3 separate regions of the Sus scrofa genome follow, and regions 1 and 2 are each linked to region 3. Evidence: chromatin contacts called from public Hi-C data. All regions are on one chromosome and are shown on one strand. The core of a region is the stretch at or near the end of the contact, and the rest is flanking DNA. Distances in the headings are between cores, read along the strand shown.

Region 1 (4,354 bases), core at 284-2,783, 480 kb after region 3:
TGCCTGGAGCAAACGAGGTGCTCCTTGTCTGTCCTCACCCCAGCTCACCCACGTCATGGTTTCCCAGCAGGGTCCCCAGGGACAAATACAGAGCAGTGCATGTATGAGCCACAATTAGACACTCCAGGCTGGAACTAGGACTGGTTTGCCTAGTGCATCCTAGCATTCAGTACAGTGCCAAGCACCTAGTAGGTCCTTAGGACATGTTCTGAACAGAAATTCCCAAGCTCCACCGTGCCACCTTCCCACCTACACACTCAGCCTTTCTGTTCTTGATGCACCACATCCACTGCCAAAGCTCAGATCTTCACGCCCGCCCTCATTCCCTCTGCTTAAGGTACCCACCCACCTCATCCTTCACATCTCAGCTTAGGCATCACTTTGTCTGGACACCTTCCCCACCCTTCAGGTTAAATCAGGTCTCACTGTAATATACTTTCAGAGCATCCTAGGTTTTTTCTTCATTGCCGTTATTGGTTTGTTGGTTTGTACTTGTGTGGTTACTTAATGCCTGCTTGCATCACTCATCTGTAAGTTTCACAAGGGCAGGACCAGTGTCGCTGTGCTTGCTGTAGAATCCACTATGCCTCACCTGGTGCTGGATACACAGTAAAACCCTCAAGGTTTACGTGAATGAATGAATGTTTCCAGGAACTAGGCCTTAAGGAAAGTAGAAACCAGCAGGGGTGTGGCTGACTATTTGATTCTGTGAAGTACTATGACATGACCGTCTCATACTAAACATTCTAGACTAACTTTGAATATAGATTTAGCTTGTCTGAGATTGAGAGTTTCCTGAGGGCAGAGGCTTCTTGTGCATTTTTTTAATCTTCTGTATTTCATACAGAATTCCAAAAATATATATTGAATGACCGAATGAATCAACATAGATTTCTTTATAAGAAAAGGATGGTAGCTTCTCTACGTATTATCACAATCTTTCATTACCTCAGATTAGGCTCTAGACCTGAGCAAAATGCCCAACGCAAATGATCACGATGATGGTTGTAGAACAGCCTATCAGCTCTGGCTGTCAAGTTTCTGTTGATCTACGGCCTCTTTTCTGAATTTGCAAGGCATTGTTCCAAGCTACAAGCATCATTAACCTTATCATGTTCAGTAACTACAAAAGTAGGGAAAGCATTGAACATGGAGTATTGTACAGGAGTATGTACCTCTTGGGTGTTTGTGGAATGTTTGACTCTGGATAAATTTGGTTTTATCCAAGAGGAAAAGTGTCTTATCCACATGTGATTTAAAACTATAGATCATAGAAGGGTCTGTGTTCACACAGGCCGCCTCATCAATGAGCCAGGGCCTGTAATTAATTGACCAGAAGGCTCAGTGGGATTAATTAGCAGCTGTATGCGAAGAGCTTGATTCAGACTTGCAGCACGGAGGATGGCTTTCCAGAGTGGCCAGGTCCTGGATTCACAATTGGGTCATTTCAGGAGGATCTAATTGCTTGCCTAGGGAGATCCTTTGGAGCTCTTGGCTTCTCCTTGGGCCATTATGGGCACTGCGTGCCTACCTGCTGCCAGCAGAGGGCAGCAAAATGCTGTGTGTGTTCGATTTGCATCCCAGATGAGCAAATCCCCAAGGATCCACTAAGAGGGAAAGTGGGTGTCCCAGGATTACTCTCCCTGCCTTTCTCTGGGTGTCACCAGTGGTCTGAGTAATTGTAAACACAGACTTTTTACATTATGTGGGACAGGGGCTCATCCGAAATAGAGAAATGAATACACAACTAGGAGCTGCCATCACAGACAGGAAGTAACTTTAATTAAATATTGTGAAAGTTGAAAAGTTTTTACAGCTTGAATTTTTGCAAAAAAAAAAAATTATAACAATCTCTACAGTAGTTAGGTTCTCTAACAATTGAACTGTACAGTGTGTGTCTATTCCAAAAGTTTGATAAGAAGGTGAAAGGTTAGACTTAGAGATGACTTTGTTAAGCTGCATCCTTGTACAATGTGAGGCCAGGGCATGTTATGCAATCCAGTCATCCAGAAGCTGTATTTTTCCCCCAAAACCAAAATCTTAGTTGAATTCTCTATTTTCGTCTTAAAGCCATATTCTGTATTTAGGGGAACATATTTACTTGTAAAAGTTTTGTGTAGAAGAAAGAGGGTCCGAGGGTCAGAACGTCTTTTCATCTAATCAATATAAATAGAGGCAACAAAACACAAATGATACACATTTTAAAGGCTCTTTGGACTTTCAAGATAAGTTCTAACCACTACGCATGGCTGACTATGGGTGGCGTCTGTTGTCAGGGTCTGAGCCGGATACCTCACCGGCTGACCGGTCCTTCACAAACAGTTAAGGGGCTCACCAGACAAAATATGGCTTTAAATTGTACACATCTTCAGGCCAGCGCTTACCACACGAATTCAGACAACCTTTCTGAGTACCGAGAAGCAATGCGTCCACCTTGCTTACATTTTCCAGTTTTATTATTATTCATCATTATTATTATTTCTCACCAAGAAAAATCAGCTTTCCTCCCCTCCCTTCCCTCCCGCAAACCCCTCCCCCCACCCGCCCCAACCCATAAAAATCCACTCTGACAGTCTAGTGAAAACCATTGCAAAATCCATAGGGGGGCATGCACAGTTGCAGCATTGTTGTAAATTTCTTGCTCTACTAGAAAAGTTACATTGTCTTAAGGTAACAAAACAGTTCTTTTGTGCTTTTCGATTTCTTTTTTTTTCTTTTTTTTTTTTTTCTTTTTTCTTAGAATGTGAGTGATGACTGACAGTTCTGGTGCACAGTTACAATGTACAAGTGAAATGAATATGATTTGCATTGTTAAGGCATCCAATCTGCTGGTTTATATTTATGTGAAAGACAGAGGAAATATACAAGCAGACTTAGGAAAGAAAGTATGTTCACTGATTTCTATGAAGTTTCTCCTCGGAATTTAATGCACAAAATGCGTCACTCCAAAGGGAGAGGTTCCATGCATATTAATAGAGTAAAACAGCATTAGGGTTGTTTTTTTTTGTTTGTTTTTTGTTTTTTTTCTGTAAGCTTCCAAAGCAAAGGATACATTTTTTTTAAATCTACGGAACTAAATGCTACAAGAATAATATGCTACTATTTTTTTGCCATATATTGGAAAAAACTTCTTAACTTACAAATAATACAAAAATAGACAATGGCTTTTGGATGAAAATTAAAAAATGAAGCATGGTTTAAAACAATACTAAAAATAACTATAAATGAAATGTTTAAAAATCACATTGAAACAGCTAATACAACTATAGGTGACCAAACCAATACGCACTTTTCACATAGCAAACATACACAATAAAATAAATTGGGAGTCGGAGGAAAAGAAGGAAGGGGAAAGCAATGTACAAATTCCAAAGATAAATACATTATTTATATGGATATCTTACAAAATCCCCTTTAAAACAAAAAGCCTTTTAATTAACTTTGCAAGTATGTGCAAGCTAAAGGTAGTGAGCTTTTTTTTCTTTGCAAAATATGCAGTAAAATCTTTTTTGTGTGTGATATTGAAAAACTGTCTTAAGACATTAAAATGTATAAATAGAACCACAACTTTGGCAAAAAATCACAAAAAATCTACAGTATTTATAACTACATACAAAAACACAACAGCAAAGAAAAAAATACCAGGCAAATGCATCCTCAGAGCTTTGCTGCATCTCTGCTATTAATTCCTATTTTTAAGAACACTTCCCGGATAATGAGAGCAAAAATTCCCATCGAACAGAAAACTATGTTTCGGAGGTCTTAACCTTCTCCTTTCTCCCAGTTTCCTTTTATTCTTAATTCCAAAGCACTTAACCTGTCGTTTTAATCTACTATGTTACAAATGGTTAAGGGTCGACTGATAGAGGCGCTGTCTCGAATGGGTCATCTGAAATACCTGTCACGTTCCTTTTGTCAGCTTTTGAGGATTGGTATGAAGTCCGCAGTTAGAATGAGTAAACTTTAAACTTGTCAATGGCGACGTGTAAGTGGGATTTTGGCTTGATAACTGGAGGGCATATGTGGAATTCTGTGCCTGACCCTGTTCCATGAAGTCTCAAAGGAGATCCTCACAAATGTGTGTGCCACCAAGCTCTCAAGAGGCCACCGGCTTCAGAAGAAGTTGACATAAGCAAGAGAGAGAGTGATATCAGGTTTAAATATGCAGTTGTAACATCTGTCTAGAGGCACTGGATTTTTGAGCAGAAGGGGAACTGTGATCACTTACATCACTTTTTAACTTTCCAGGCTGCATTTATTTACACAGTTACTTAAGACAACAATACAAAAGAGATAAATAAGCTTGCACTGCTAAGGGATGGCGTGTTAAGTTAGATACTGGAAATGCACTGTC
Region 2 (4,167 bases), core at 157-2,656, 290 kb before region 3:
CCTTGCATTTAAGACGTGAGATGGCAAAATGTCTGGTTATTAAAAATGAAATTCTGGAGTTCCCGTCGTGGCGCAGTGGTTAACGAATCCGACTAGGAACCCTGAGGTTGCGGGTTCGGTCCCTGCCCTTGCTCAGTGGGTTAACGATCCGGCGTTGCCATGAGCTGTGGTGTAGGTTGCAGACGTGGCTCGGATCCTGCGTTGCTGTGGCTCTGGTGTAGGCCGGTGGCTACAGCTCTGATTCAACCCCTAGCCTGGGAACCTCCATATGCCGCGGGAGCGGCCCAAGAAATAGCAAAAAGACAAAAAAATAAATAAATAAATAAATAAAAATAAAAATAAAAATGAAATTCTCATGCTTACATGGATTTAAGAATTCAAAGACATTCTGAGGAATAAATACTGTGAAAATGTAAAACTGTAGTAGTATTAACTTAACATCTAAAGCTCCGATTACTGAGGAATTGTTATATCAGATGCCTGTGAATATGGTAATTCAAATCACTGACTTTAAGTTTTAGAAAAAGTGAAAAAATAAAAATTTGGTAACTTAAGTTACACATACCTCACTTTTATTGTACGGTTTTTCAGTCATCACAAAGTTCAATTTTTTAAATGAGGAAAGCTTGGTTATAATTGGCACTCAAATTTCTCAAATATAATTTTCACATTTATTTCAAATACTTCAATTAATAAACAGTATTCAAATTTTAAAGGAACCATTATGCATATAAATGACATGCTAAATCACAGAATAAATGTGGCTTCTAGATTTACATTCAGAACACTGTTCTACTAAAATAGAAAAGCAAAATCCTATTACTTTCTTTCAAATCTCAGAGAAAAGCTGTCTCCTAACTGGTTTGATAACAAAAATACAAATTATTTCTATGGCCTCCTTCAAAATTTAAGACTATTAATGGATTTTTATATAAAACCCAGTTATAATTCTATCACAAAATTTTTTATGTATAAATGTAAAGAAATAATTTTTTTTTCTAATTTTGCCAACAATGGAACCAAAATAAAATAAAGGCAGCCAATGACCTATGTGCATGCAACTTAAGATGCCACAAAGTAATGGATTTCAAAATGCTTTGTTTATCCTACTGGCTGAAGAATGCGTGACTTGGGCAGTTAGAAGTGTCAAAATGCAGCTGTGGGAATGAACAATAGCAATTAGGACTAAAATTCATCCAAGCATTGCATGGCCAAGAATGCACTTGCAATCTGTTTTCATTGTTTAATTTGTTGGAGAACAAGATGAAAAGAGTTAATCTCTAGTCCACGTACATGAAATATTTTTACTAGAGCCTTCATAAATGCTGTAGCGTTTAGAACACTACTTTCCTTGTTCAAGCTACAAAAGCCCATGGGTCAAATGAGAAAGGTCCTGTTTCCCTAACCCTTCACAAGATTCTTAACTGAAGGCCTGTGTGTTTGAGTGCTGTGTGTTTAAGAGGGTGAGGTGGCAGAGAGCCAATAATTTAAGAATTTCCTTATTTCCTCCGTTGAAAAACAATGGGAACTATGTAAAATGACACCTTGCCATTAGCACACCATCATAATATAAAGTATATCCATGGTAAAATATGGCAACAAAATAACAAAAAGTAACAAAGTTAGAACACTTCCATGAAGAGTATCAGGCTCTATTTTAAATGAAATGGTTGCTTTCCAGAAACTGCAGTGTTCTTAAGATGAGGTCTGATGGCATAAAGAATTCCAAAACAAAGTATTTTTAAGCTGCACTTAATTCAGAAGCAAATGTAAACTAAAACAAAACAACACTGTATAGTTTGGCCTTATTCCAGATCATTTAAAAATAACTATTTCTAAAAAGGTAGAAATGGCATTTTTGACCCTTCCTTTCCCATGTTTTCTGTTGCCCTCAATCCACACCCTACCCATAATTCCAGTGACCTTTTAAAGAAAGGAAAATAACTCCCTCCTTCTCCCCAAAAAAAGAAAGTTAAGAAAAAAATTATGTCCAGATGTGAAAGGAAAAAAAATCTAGTTTAATTCCTAAAACTTCCTATGATTGTTTTAAGAATGGATAATTCAGACACTAGAGGGGGATCTCTCACCAGTTTTTTTAAAACACACACAAAATTCAGACAAATGTCAAGGATCTGTTCTACCAACAAAATTATAGGAAATTACCAGGGAATGACCGGAGTAAAGTATGTAAGAAGCTGCTCACGTTCTGAAGGTTTTCACCTTAAAGCAATATTAAACCACTGCCTTTATAAGGATAAAATCCACAACTACAATCAATCCACAGTGCTTTTATACATACACTTTTACACTTGCCCTCAAAACACTCCAGCAATAGTAAGTAGGGCAGGACTAAGAGTCCCCAAAGAGAATACTTAACTCTGAACAAGCCAGCACTACTCACTCACTGGATTTTTAATGCCAACTACTACAAGTTACCATCCTCAAGTCCTGTACACATGCTTCTATGGCTATATGAACACAGCCGATATTCAGTTAAGTCAAGGATTGATTATTCAATTTGTAAATAATTACTGTTCATTTTGGTCTTCCACTTTATTCCCCATTTTCTGCTTATTTTGCTGCTCACTGCTGATAAAATATCAAGTTAATTTATTTGATAATGGTTTGGGTCCATGTTGTAGAGGCAAACTTGGTTGAAAGTAAGAGCTAAAATAAAGCTTTTACTCACAAGATGGTCAATGCTGCTTCCAATCTGCATTAAGAATAATCAGTAAAATGAATAAGAAAAAACTTTACTAGTCCTTATGCTATTTTTTCTTGCTAGAAGTTCAAGAATATGCTTTGCTAAAATAAATACCCCCCGAAAAAGACAAAGGATACACATAATCCAGTCCTAACTGTGAATAAAAGAATATGAAAAATGAAACAGATTTATTAGCAAGAAGTCTTTTTCCTAGCCTTAAAATTTTACTTCTTAAAAAAAAAGTCAAATAGGTCTGTATTTTTCATATGGTTTCTACTTTTTGTTTAAAGTTATTATAAAGACTTCATTCTTTGATCAGGAAAAAATACTTAGCACTATTTTTAGATGGTTAAACTTATGTGTTTAGGTTAAAGTTGTGTTTTGCTGTGTGAATATCCACACTTAAAGACACAAGAGAGTCAGAAAAACAGAGGCAGCAAGAGACAGAGACAAATACAATATTCAGAGTAATGGTTTTAAATAATGGGCTCTTTTATTGTCTATTTTCTTTTTCCTGTATTTGGCAAATTCTTCCCCATGAACATTATGTTGTAACCAAGGGAAAAGTAATAAATGCCATTAAGAATTCTAAAGTACTATATCATCATTAGCAACATTTTAACTATTTATAGGCAAATAAGAATCATGGTAGATAGACCACATATTATTTGTACTTCCAAGGTCTTGTTACCAGGCTAACAAGTAAGTGCAGCAAACCAGTACCTAACATATATGTATACATAATAAAATATATATACCAAAAGCTATGTGTGTAAAACCACAGGGAACAATTTAAGTACCTAATACTGAAACATGATTAAAAAAAAAAAAAAAAAAAGCGAAACACAAAGCTGTATTAGGGAAGAATGATTCCCAACATTAAAACCTGTATTTACATGACCTCTTAATCTTAAAGCTACTAAGATTTCAGAAGATACTTTTATGATAGAGGTAAAAATATATTATGCTCCCTGTAAAATAGCAGTATTTAAAAAAACCTTTTAAAAACAATAAAACATTCCTAAATGAACAGTGACAAAGACAGTTTGTTCAGGTAACAAGTTACCCAGGCCAGGAAAATTTGCTCCTTTTAAAAAATGATTCTAACCAACAGAGCAAAGAAATAGCTTTAAGAATACTTGCTCCAAAAGCTACATAATGGACCACGTGACATTCGTTTTTCATCAGGGGATCATGGTCTTCACCACATTACCCTTATCCACAAGCTAAACATTTAGAGGTTTAATACTCGTGTTTTAAAACCAAGTTACCTGTTACTACAGTCCTGTGAATACTAAGAAATTTAAGGTCAATAACCTAGTACTCCTAAATTCAACAAATACATAACTTTCATTATTAGCAGAAAATCTGAGTGTATAGAAATGGGGTGTAGAGGTGGAAAGACATTTATCCACTTGGCTGGATTATCTGCTATCCATCAAAACAAAACAAAACAAAAAACC
Region 3 (4,072 bases), core at 1,491-3,990:
TCATGGCGTTGCTTGGGTGCCTCCATTTCTCAGATCTGTGCAGAGGTCATGATTATTAGAAACAGTTCCAACTCATCTAGGGGTGGGGACGAGGAGCACCCTTCCTTTCTCTCACTTAAATATCAACATTACCTTAAGTCAGTTACCTCTCTTCCCTGTAGGTTTTCTCATCTGTAAAGTGGCAGTGTGTGTTGTGATAAGACAATGCTTGTAAGCCCTTGACATTGTTCCAGACAGGTAATAAGTGTTTAGGAAACATTGTTACTGGTTTTCTTATTGGTTTAAATAGCTCTTACAATTTTCCAAAGCTTCCACCCTGCTCTTACTTAAACTTTCAAGCCTTTTGGAACCTCTTTGTGGGAAATCAATCCTGTTTGACATTTGAAGAAACAGAGGCACAGAGAAGTAGGGTGACTTAACTGAGGTGACACAGCAAGCCAGGGACAGGTCAGATTTCTTGACTTCCAGGGGTGCTCTCTCCTGGACCCAAGGGAATAAATGCAGGGGCTTTACCATCTCCAGGCACAGTCCGTACTCACAGTGCCCATGGGAGGCTTTGTTCCTCCAGCCATGTTCATCCCTGGTGAGAATTTGCGGTAAAGTCTTATTCTTTCTCAAGGTCTTGCTCAAATGTTATTGACTCTGTAAAGGAAATTCTCTAGCTCCCCAGGCTGAATTAATCCTTCTTGCCTTGTATTTTGGATGCATACTTGATTAGGCACTTGATTTGACGCTGCTACCATCTTCCCAGGGAAAGGTCTTGGACCTGATGCAAAGATGGGGGGGCAGGCAATGAACTCAGGTCTCTCTTCCTCTCCATGGTGAGACTTCAGGAAGATGCTGAGAATGCTCACTCCCACCCTGCGGAGTATCATGAAGCAGGGAGGGTTTTCCACGTACAAGCTGAGCCCTCCTTGATGTGGGTGCCACCTATCATAGGCCACCTCAGCTGCAGCCAGGAACGACCTAGCAGCCCAGAAAACTGGGACCCCGTCACTGTCCCCATTTTTGACCTGGGACATAGGTGGACTCAGCTTTAGAATCCTTTTCAACCTTTTTGGCAGGGAGAGGGTCTGGAAGTCACTATCAATCGATCAAAGTTTGCAAGGGAAATGAAAACTATTTGCCATCTGTTATGGGCTGAATGGTGTCCCTGCAAAATATTCGTGTTGAAGTCCCAGCCCCTAGTACCTCAGAATGAATTTAGGGATGGGGTCTTTACATAGGGGGTTAAGCTAAAATGAGTTCATTAGGAAGAGCCCTAATCCAATATGGTGGGTATCCTTATAAGAAGAGGAAACTTGGGCAGAAACACACACAGAGGGAACATTACATGAAAATGCAGGGAAATGGTGACACATCCTCAAGCTGAGGAGAAAGGCCTGGAATCGATTCTTCCCTCGTGGCCTTCAGAAGAAAGTCACTACCTTTATTTATTTATTTATTTATTTTTAAGGGCCACACCCATGGCACATGGAAGTTCCCAGGCTAGGGATAGAATCGGGGCTGTAGCCACTGGCCTGCACCACAGCCATAGCAATGCCAGATTTGAGCTGTGTCTGCAACCTATACCACAGCTCGTGACAGTGCCGGATCCTTAACCCACTGAGTGATGACAGGGATCGAACCCGCAACCTCATGGTTCCCAGTCGGATTCGTTTCCACTGTGCCACGACGGGAACTCCAGAAAGTCACCACCATGATCTTGGACTTCTAGCCTCCAGAAGTATAAGAAAAGAGATCTCTCATTGCTGAAGGCACCCACTGTGCCTATGGCAGTCCTAGGAGGCTTGTATACCATCCCTTGCCTCCATGGAGTCTTGCCAGGAGAGAAGCAAACAAAAATATAAAATAATCAGAGAATTCACTTTGGCTGTAAAGACCTGGTGGGTCTCATTGTCCTTATTGTCAAGGACCCAGGAAAGTAGAACTTGGAGAGCTATTGCCCTAATTCTATGGCCTTGAATGAGTCCTTAAACTTCTCTGGACCCCATATCCTAATCCATGGAGTGAGACATTTAGATTGGAGCAGAAGTCTTCAAAATACTTCTTAAGCTTCAAAATAGAAGCTTATTGAAACAAAATTTTCAAGAAGTAAAACCTGGATAAGCATAAAACTGTTTGGATAGAGGTAGAAAGTGGGGGTGTTGGGACTGTCTTCTCTCCTTTATTCCCCGGACCCTTAGCACAGCTAGGTTTACAAAGACCCCATCCCAGATCAGAGGTTTTGCAAACTCAGGGGTCTAACATCTGAGTTCATTGGACTATGATGCTCTGCAGAGAGGAGCTGTCTCTTACTTAACTTAGCATAGTGCCAGGTACACAGCAGGCACTCAGTAACTGTGAAAGGGAGGAAGGGGATGAAATGATTGAAAAAGGAAAGAGAAGCAAATATTGCTGCGGAGTTCCAGAGGGCACCTGAGCCATTCAGATATTTTTAAGATGTTCTTTTTTGTTTTTCTTTAGAAAAGTCACCTGAAGCTCCCTAGCATCAGGCAGTCTGTGGGTTCTAGAACTTTTTTGCCTTTTCGATAAACTAAGGCCGCAAACTGAAACTCAGTCACGCCTGGAGAAATAGAGGTGGTTGGAAATGGACAAATCTCCAACAAGGCCAAATTGTTAAATCACTATTTCAGACTAAATGGGGTTTGACTGGCCAACAGTTAAAAACAGGGAAGCTGGGAACTGGTTGGGAGACTAGTTTGTTTCCAGGCTCCATGGTCAGGGTTTGGCATTTCACCTGCTAGATGGCGCTGTCCTCTAAGGAAAGACGCCCGCTATGCTCCAGTGGGGCTCAGTCAAGGAAACAGGAACGACTGAAGTTGAAAAGAACTGAGGGGCAAGAGGCAGAGGGGATGGAGCACAGCCCTTTCCTCAGCAGCAGTATCTCCTTTGTGCTGGTTTTGGTTCCCTTTATAGATCTTATTTTTTGTTTCATACACCACATGTGAAAATTCACAGGGCCTTTTGCTCTGAACAGATGTGAGTAAGAAGTGTGTGTGTGTGTGTGTGGGTGTGTGTGTGTGTGTGTGTTGTGAAGGAGCAGGGCAGGTCACTGAGGTCCCACCCCAAGGCTACAACTTACAAATGTCTCAGCCCTGGTCTCAGCCCTGGTCTTTGGCCTTGACTTAAACGAGATCAGTGGGAAAAGGAAACGGTCCTTTCTCCATGCTGCCTGCCAAGCGGGATGCCTCAGACTTCTCATGGCTTTATTCTAAAGCCTTCTAGCTCAGCTCCAAGCTGCACGGCGAAATTGCTTATAGGGACCAAGACCCCCTTTCTCTGGGCAATGTTAATATTAGACTGACATGCTGGCTCTGGGTCTGCATGTGAAATCAGGGATGCAGCCTGCAACTACTCCCACTCTATCAGCAGCCAGAAGGAAGGAAAACAAAGATAAGGTTAGGGGGATGGAAACCGGGAGAGGGGACCTAGGAGGAGGGATGGGAGGGCTGAGGAAAGACAGGAGACAAAGGAACAAAGAACAGAGGTGAAGGGTGAAGGGGATGGGGAGGGTGAGAGGGGCGCATGGGACCAGGTGTCCAGAGGGAAAGGAAAGGGCCGTGCAGGGAAGCCATGGTGGAGGAGAGAGGATGGACCAGCGGGGGAACAAGAAGACCAGGAAGCCAGAGTGGTGCTTTCAAGTCGGTGCTAATGCCGGGAAACTTAAAAGGCAGGGGAAGGAGGCTCTGCCAGGCAAACAGGAAAACAGAGGGAGAGGAAGTCTAGTAATTAGAGAAAACCTGACCAAAAGGAGAGGAAAACCTCTGTGATGGAGAGGTGGCAGAAAAGCAAGGCAGGAGATTGAGATCATGGCTAGCAAGCTTTGAAGCAGGAGGGTTGAAGCAAGGGAGGCAGAGAGCAGAGCTGGGAAGGAAAAAAAGAAAAAAGAAAAAAGGAGAAGGAACGAGCAAAACACAATGCACTAGACAGCAAGGGAACAGGGAGAGAACCATTGAAAGAATGCTTACCTTAGAGCCGTAAAAACCGGAACGTGTGTATTTTGGCCTGTGGCCATTGTCCAGGAAACACAGTGTGGCTTTTAAGCAAATTGTGGAGAGGTTGTGTCCAC

The links. A called contact is a pair of places that touch in the nucleus more often than the background predicts.
Region 1: a Hi-C map of subcutaneous adipose tissue shows a contact between it and region 3, with 3 times the contacts expected there. The contact joins two enhancer-like sites. A contact is called at or near these places in 17 of 47 Hi-C or Micro-C datasets (adipocytes, alveolar macrophages, brain and 11 more) and 1 of 2 datasets of contacts at active chromatin or transcription factors (skeletal muscle).
Region 2: a Hi-C map of mesenteric adipose tissue shows a contact between it and region 3, with 2.2 times the contacts expected there. The contact joins two enhancer-like sites. A contact is called at or near these places in 10 of 47 Hi-C or Micro-C datasets (brain, embryonic fibroblasts, fetal heart ventricle and 5 more) and 1 of 2 datasets of contacts at active chromatin or transcription factors (skeletal muscle).

The regions. Positions count from the first base shown.
Region 1 is chr16:64,750,595-64,754,948 of Sscrofa11.1, reverse strand. EBF1 (transcription factor COE1) reads right to left here. Exons shown (of 17, transcript XM_005672579.3): 17 at 1,761-4,354. All of the region lies in intron 4 of LOC106506547 (a long non-coding RNA gene), which reads left to right. Among named protein-coding and RNA genes, the nearest start is that of EBF1, 390 kb to the right of the region's middle. Within about 2 kb of position 1,533, at least 6 of the 83 cell types and tissues checked have an H3K27ac peak or open chromatin away from gene starts, as enhancers often do. A contact at or near this core is called in subcutaneous adipose tissue, where this site is marked.
Region 2 is chr16:65,522,265-65,526,431 of Sscrofa11.1, reverse strand. The region is part of intron 1 of CLINT1 (clathrin interactor 1); the gene reads right to left. Among named protein-coding and RNA genes, the nearest start is that of CLINT1, 27 kb to the right of the region's middle. Within about 2 kb of position 1,406, at least 22 of the 83 cell types and tissues checked have an H3K27ac peak or open chromatin away from gene starts, as enhancers often do. A contact at or near this core is called in mesenteric adipose tissue, skeletal muscle and subcutaneous adipose tissue, where this site is marked.
Region 3 is chr16:65,235,694-65,239,765 of Sscrofa11.1, reverse strand. No RefSeq gene overlaps it. Among named protein-coding and RNA genes, the nearest start is that of CLINT1, 260 kb to the left of the region's middle. Within about 2 kb of position 2,740, at least 10 of the 83 cell types and tissues checked have an H3K27ac peak or open chromatin away from gene starts, as enhancers often do. A contact at or near this core is called in mesenteric adipose tissue, skeletal muscle and subcutaneous adipose tissue, where this site is marked.